Linked DNA regions of Sus scrofa: region 2 is linked to region 1. The links are chromatin contacts, called in public Hi-C maps. All regions are on one chromosome and are shown on one strand. Each heading gives the region's core, a stretch centred on a gene start, on an enhancer-like site or on the middle of the called end of the contact. The rest is flanking DNA. Distances are from core to core; before and after follow the strand shown.

What was found. Hi-C and Micro-C count contacts between places; a contact is called where the count stands out from the background.
Region 2: a Hi-C map of alveolar macrophages shows a contact between it and region 1, with 2.6 times the contacts expected there. The contact joins two enhancer-like sites. A contact is called at or near these places in 4 of 47 Hi-C or Micro-C datasets (alveolar macrophages, blood, fetal skeletal muscle and 1 more) and 2 of 2 datasets of contacts at active chromatin or transcription factors (alveolar macrophages and skeletal muscle).

Annotation. Positions count from the first base shown.
Region 1 is chr3:32,006,091-32,008,613 of Sscrofa11.1, reverse strand. All of the region lies in intron 20 of CLEC16A (protein CLEC16A), which reads left to right. Among named protein-coding and RNA genes, the nearest start is that of SOCS1, 130 kb to the right of the region's middle. Within about 2 kb of position 1,258, at least 10 of the 83 cell types and tissues checked have an H3K27ac peak or open chromatin away from gene starts, as enhancers often do. A contact at or near this core is called in alveolar macrophages, where this site is marked.
Region 2 is chr3:32,124,400-32,126,922 of Sscrofa11.1, reverse strand. It overlaps CLEC16A (protein CLEC16A), which reads left to right. Exons shown (of 25, transcript XM_021086617.1): 6 at 1,200-1,205; 7 at 1,584-1,707. Among named protein-coding and RNA genes, the nearest start is that of CLEC16A, 33 kb to the left of the region's middle. Within about 2 kb of position 1,257, at least 19 of the 83 cell types and tissues checked have an H3K27ac peak or open chromatin away from gene starts, as enhancers often do. A contact at or near this core is called in alveolar macrophages, where this site is marked.

The DNA.
Region 1 (2,523 bases), core at 9-2,508:
GCCTCTTCAGAAGAGCTCCCTGAAGTCCAGCCAGCGGCTGCGGCGGCACAGATCCGCACACATGCCTCCGCTGGCGGGGCCGAGGATGTAAGTGCCGGTGAGCTTCTCTCCCAGGAGGACCACCCCCCACCGCACTCCCCACCCCCACCTCACGAGGGAGGATCCCCCGGCCAGGGTCCGCTCTCTAGAGCGCCCCTGTGTACTTTTCTGATGAGGTATCATAAAGAGGAAATCTGAGGGAAAGAGAAGATGTGGCCCTGTCTTCAAGAACCTTCTCTCCAGAGGGAGCAAGGAGCTGTGCCCACGTGCCCCGTGTAGGGAAAAATCGTAGGCTGGTTCTGTATCCCATCTCATCTGCTCCTCACAGAACCCCTATCAAGTCAGCAGTGTATCCATTTTTCAGTTGAGGAAACTGAGGCTCAGAAAGGTCATCCATGGAATACTACTCAGCCATAAAAAAGAACCAAATAATACCGTTTGCAGCAACGTGGATGGAATTAGAGACTCTCATACTAAGTCAAGTAAGTCAGAAAGAGAAAGACAAATACCATATGCTATCACTTGTTTCAGGAATCCGATGTATGTTGCAAATGAACCTTTCCACAGAAAAGAAACTCATGGACTTGGAGAACAGACTTGTGGTTGCCATTGGGGGGGAGGGAGTGAGGTAGACTGGGAGTCTGGGGTTAATAGATGCAGACTATTGCCTCTGGAATAGATAAGCCATGAGCTCCTGCTGTGTAGCCCTGGGAACTACATCTAGTCACTTGTGATGGAGCCTGATGGAGGATAGCGTGAGACCAAGAACGTGTGTATATATGTGTGACTGGGTCACTTTCTCGTACCGTAGAAAATGGACAGACCCCTGTAAACCAGCTCTAATGGAAAAAATAAAAATCATTTTAAAAAAATAAAGGTCACCCAGAGTGGAGACCTCCTTTATCCCTGTAGCCAAGTGCCTGGCACCTGGCAGTCACCAGGCAATGCTGGGCAGAGAGACTGGTGGAAGAATGAAAGGAGGAGGGCAAAGCAGCGCCTCGATTCCAGGTCCCGGGGTGGGACACCCGCCCCCCACCGCCCCCGCCCCGCCTCCGCCTCCAGCAGAGACATCTCGGGGGGCTTGGAGGGGGTCCTGACGCCCAGCACACCCTCGGCGGCGGCGGAGGCTGGGCCTCTGAGGAGCAGAAAGGAGGGAGCCCGGCCCCACATTGATTCCGCGTCCGTGTACCTTGCAGGGCACAGCGCAGAGCTGAGGTATTCAAATCTCTTCTCGGAAATCTCGAGTATTCCATTCGGCCGCCTCAGAGTTAGGTAACGTTATGTACTCATGCTCAACGGGGCCATCTTCTGAGAGGAAATTATGCAATGTCCTATGCAAATGCGGCCTTCGGGAGAGTGAGTGTGGAGATAAGCGTGGTCGCCAGGGCGTCGTCAAGATCAGATCGACAAGCCTCTGGCGGCAGGCTGTGTGTCACTTGATAAGGGGACGTGCCACGCTCTACTTGGAATTGCCACTCACTTGGATTCTGTTTCTGGTAATTACGTTTTCACCCAGTTGCCTGTCGGTGAACTTGGCTGAGTGCAAAGCAGGGGCCAGGAGTGAAGCATTCGCAAGTGGCCCACGGCTCTGCCGCCCCGAGCGGTCAGGGGGAGCTGCTGCGCATCCCGGCCTGCGGGAACGAGAAAAGTCAGTTCCTCACTCTTTGTCCTCCCAAGAAGAGAGTCTCTGGAAATTTCCCAAGGGGGAGAGATGAAGACATGGCATGGGCTTTCTTGGCCGCTTTGGGAAAATCAGTCACCTTATTTTTCTACACATGATGTGCATTCCAAGCAAGAGAAGGGAAGTAGCTGTGGAAAACCCGTCCCCGGGGGGAGGCAGGTGGACTTGATTGAGCCCAGGCCCACCCTGTCCCCAGCCTGTGGGCACCAGGGTCCGGGCACCTGGCTGCCCCAGCCTCCAGCTCCTTGTCTGAAAAATGGCACCAGAGCCCTGCCTCCAGCCAGTCCTTGCTCCTGGGTCGTTTCACAGTCACCAAGCCTCCGACCCACCCATGGTAACTGCTTGAGAAATGGCTCAGTCAACAAATGACAGACTTATTCACCCAGGGCAACAAAGAGCATTGACGTGGTGCCCTCGGTGGCCCTGGAATCCACTGGGTGACGCTGAGATTCTCCAGGGTGAGGCGGCGCTGCCCCTCACACCTGGACTCTTCCTGTGAAATTCCTGTTGTTCACACGCAGGGGCCACATGGGTTCTCACAGCCCCGGGCGCGTCACGCACACTGCCGTGTACTCGTGTGCCTTTCACAACAACCCCAGGAGGTCCGTTTTCCCCCCAGCATTTTCTCTTGACGCATTTCAAGCACACAACCAAGACGATGGGATCGTACAAAGAACGCCCTTACAGCCCCCATCATGAGGTACCAAACCCTTGAACTTCATGGGTCCACTTATACATGAATTTTTTTTTTTTTTTTGATAAAAGTAGTACCTGTATTTTCATTTTACAGCTCTCTCCGTGAA
Region 2 (2,523 bases), core at 8-2,507, 120 kb before region 1:
TCGGGGTAACAGGAAGCTCGCTTATTATAGCAGAGGTTGCATGCCTTACAAAAAGTTCTCCTGGCCGAACGTTCAGCTACCCCATTTGCACGAATACTGCCTTCTCTGCGCACACTTAGTTCTGTGCGTGAAAGTCTCCATGCTGATACGTACAAGTCATAGTACCCTAAGAGCATCCACAGGATAATTAGAGAAAGCAAAGCTGTCTTTGAATTGTGAGATTGAAATATTTGCCCCTCAGCCTCTAAAATATACTTCAGTACAGCCAGGGGCTGTGTGATCTTTAAATAATGTGTGAAAGCATTTCACATCCCAAACAGCAGGGGGCAGTCTTGTATTCTCAACCGGCTGCAAAACCCAACAACAAATTCCTCCTTTCTTCCAAGAAACACTTAGTGCCTGAATGGAATCATTGCCTCCAGGAGAAAGCCCTTCCGGGGCCTCCTGCCCGCCCCAGCGCAAAGGCTGGCTGGAATTGCCCTCCAAGGCGACGGCCTTTCTGCCCAGCACGGGGGTTCTTTCCCATGTAGTCACCACATTGGAGCTGGGACCCCATTTTCTCAGGGACCAGATGCTTTGACTTTTGAGGGTTAACGAGGTGATTACTTGAGACGCCCCCTAATTGGGAGGGGGCGGGAACTCCTCCTCGGGAACTCACTCCAGCCTAGTTCTGGGATTGGGATTGCCTTAAATTGGAGAGCCTTTCTAAGAGCCTCGAGGGGTCGCAAACTCAGGGCCTGAGGGCCGAACCCAGCTCTCAGACAGGTTTTATGCGGCTTAGATATTTTTTGATAAAAGATAGAGTTGTCAGTATTTAAAACTTGGGAGGTCTCAGATGACTGCCTTGAAGGTGTAGATGTGGCTCTCCAGGGCCGCAGGGCAGTGCTGAGCTGGCGCCAGAAGCAGCTGCTACCTTTGGGGTGGAGGCCCGTGCTCCCCACTGTACCCGCCTGGCCTGCCAGTGTCTCACCGAGTCCCTGGCCAGCCCACGGCTTCTGTGTTTGCGACCTGGTCTGAGCCCCAGTCCCGACACTGCCGCCACCACCGTAGCCGCCTGCTCTCTGTCCTCTAAGCCGCGTCTCTCCTGCCCCAGCCCTCTGCCCCTGAGCAGCTGCCTCCCCTCCCAGCTCCTAACCCTGTTAACTGTTGTCTGTTTTTTGCCTTTCCTTCAATGACGATTCCCGTGTTCCTTATTCCAGTGTCATGTAAGTTAATAACTTCTGGTTTTCCGCTTTCTTAACGTGTCCTTACATGAAAATACAGGAAGCTTGCTTAAGAATGGAGTGGTTTCCATTGCAGACTATTTAAATGTACTGCTGCTAAGTGGGCTATCTACTGCACTGTTAACGTTTAGCCCAATTAATGTTATCAGTTATAAAAATAGCATGAAACTGCCTTGCTGAGTATAGTTTTCTGAATAAGGTAACCATTTTTAAGTACTTCCAGGAAAGACAGAAAGAGTCAGATTATAGTCGAGGGCTTTTTTCATTGTGGTTTTGTTTTGTTGTTGTTTTTTTAATCTCCCCCAAGTTATTTTTAGTAGCTTGACTTTCTTGTCTTTCTTCTTTTGTGCCTTTTCTCAGTGGATAACCAGGCCATGCTGCACTATATCAGAGACAAGACCGCTGTCCCTTACTTTTCCAATCTGGTCTGGTTCATTGGGAGCCACGTGATCGAACTCGATAACTGTGTGCAGACAGATGAGGAGTAAGTGACCCCCCGGGGGGCCTATTAGGTGACAGGGTGCCTGGGGGAAAATGCCTTTGTCATTCATGAAAAACACACACACTCACACACACTCACACACACACACACACACACACACACGAACAAAACTAACCCTTACATGTAGGTGGAATATGGACTTCCACACTCTGGAAGGTTCCACATATTGTCTGATGGCATTTGTATGAAATGCCCAGAATAGGCAAATTCATAGAAGCAGCAGATGAGTGTTTTCCTAGGGCTTGGGGCGGGGGAAATGGAAGGTGACTACCTGTGACTGTAGGGCTTTTTTTTGAGGGGAGGGGATAAAAATGTTCTAAAATTGGCTGTGATGGTGGACACTTCTGTGAATACACTAAAAGCATTGAATTGTATACTTAGGGTGCAGTTTTGGTATGTAAAGTATCTCAATAAATCTGATTTAAAAAAAAGATCACAAAAAAAAAAAAGAAAAAGAAAAGGAGTTCCCGTCATGGTGCAGTGGTTAACGAATCCGACTAGGAACCATGAGGTTGCGGGTTCGGTCCCTGCCCTTGCTCAGTGGGTTGAGGATCTGGCGTTGCCGTGAGCTGTGGTGTAGGTTGCAGACACGGCTTGGATCCCATATTGCTGTGGCTCTGGCATAGGCCGGTGGCTACAGCTCCGATTGGGCCCCTAGCCTGGGAACCTCCATATGCCGCGGGAGCGGCCCAAGAAATAGCAAAAAGACAAAAAAAAAAAAAAAAAAAAAAAAAATTAAGATGGTGATGAATAATTCCAGAGCAGGATTTCTCCAATTTCATGCTCTTGATCTAGATA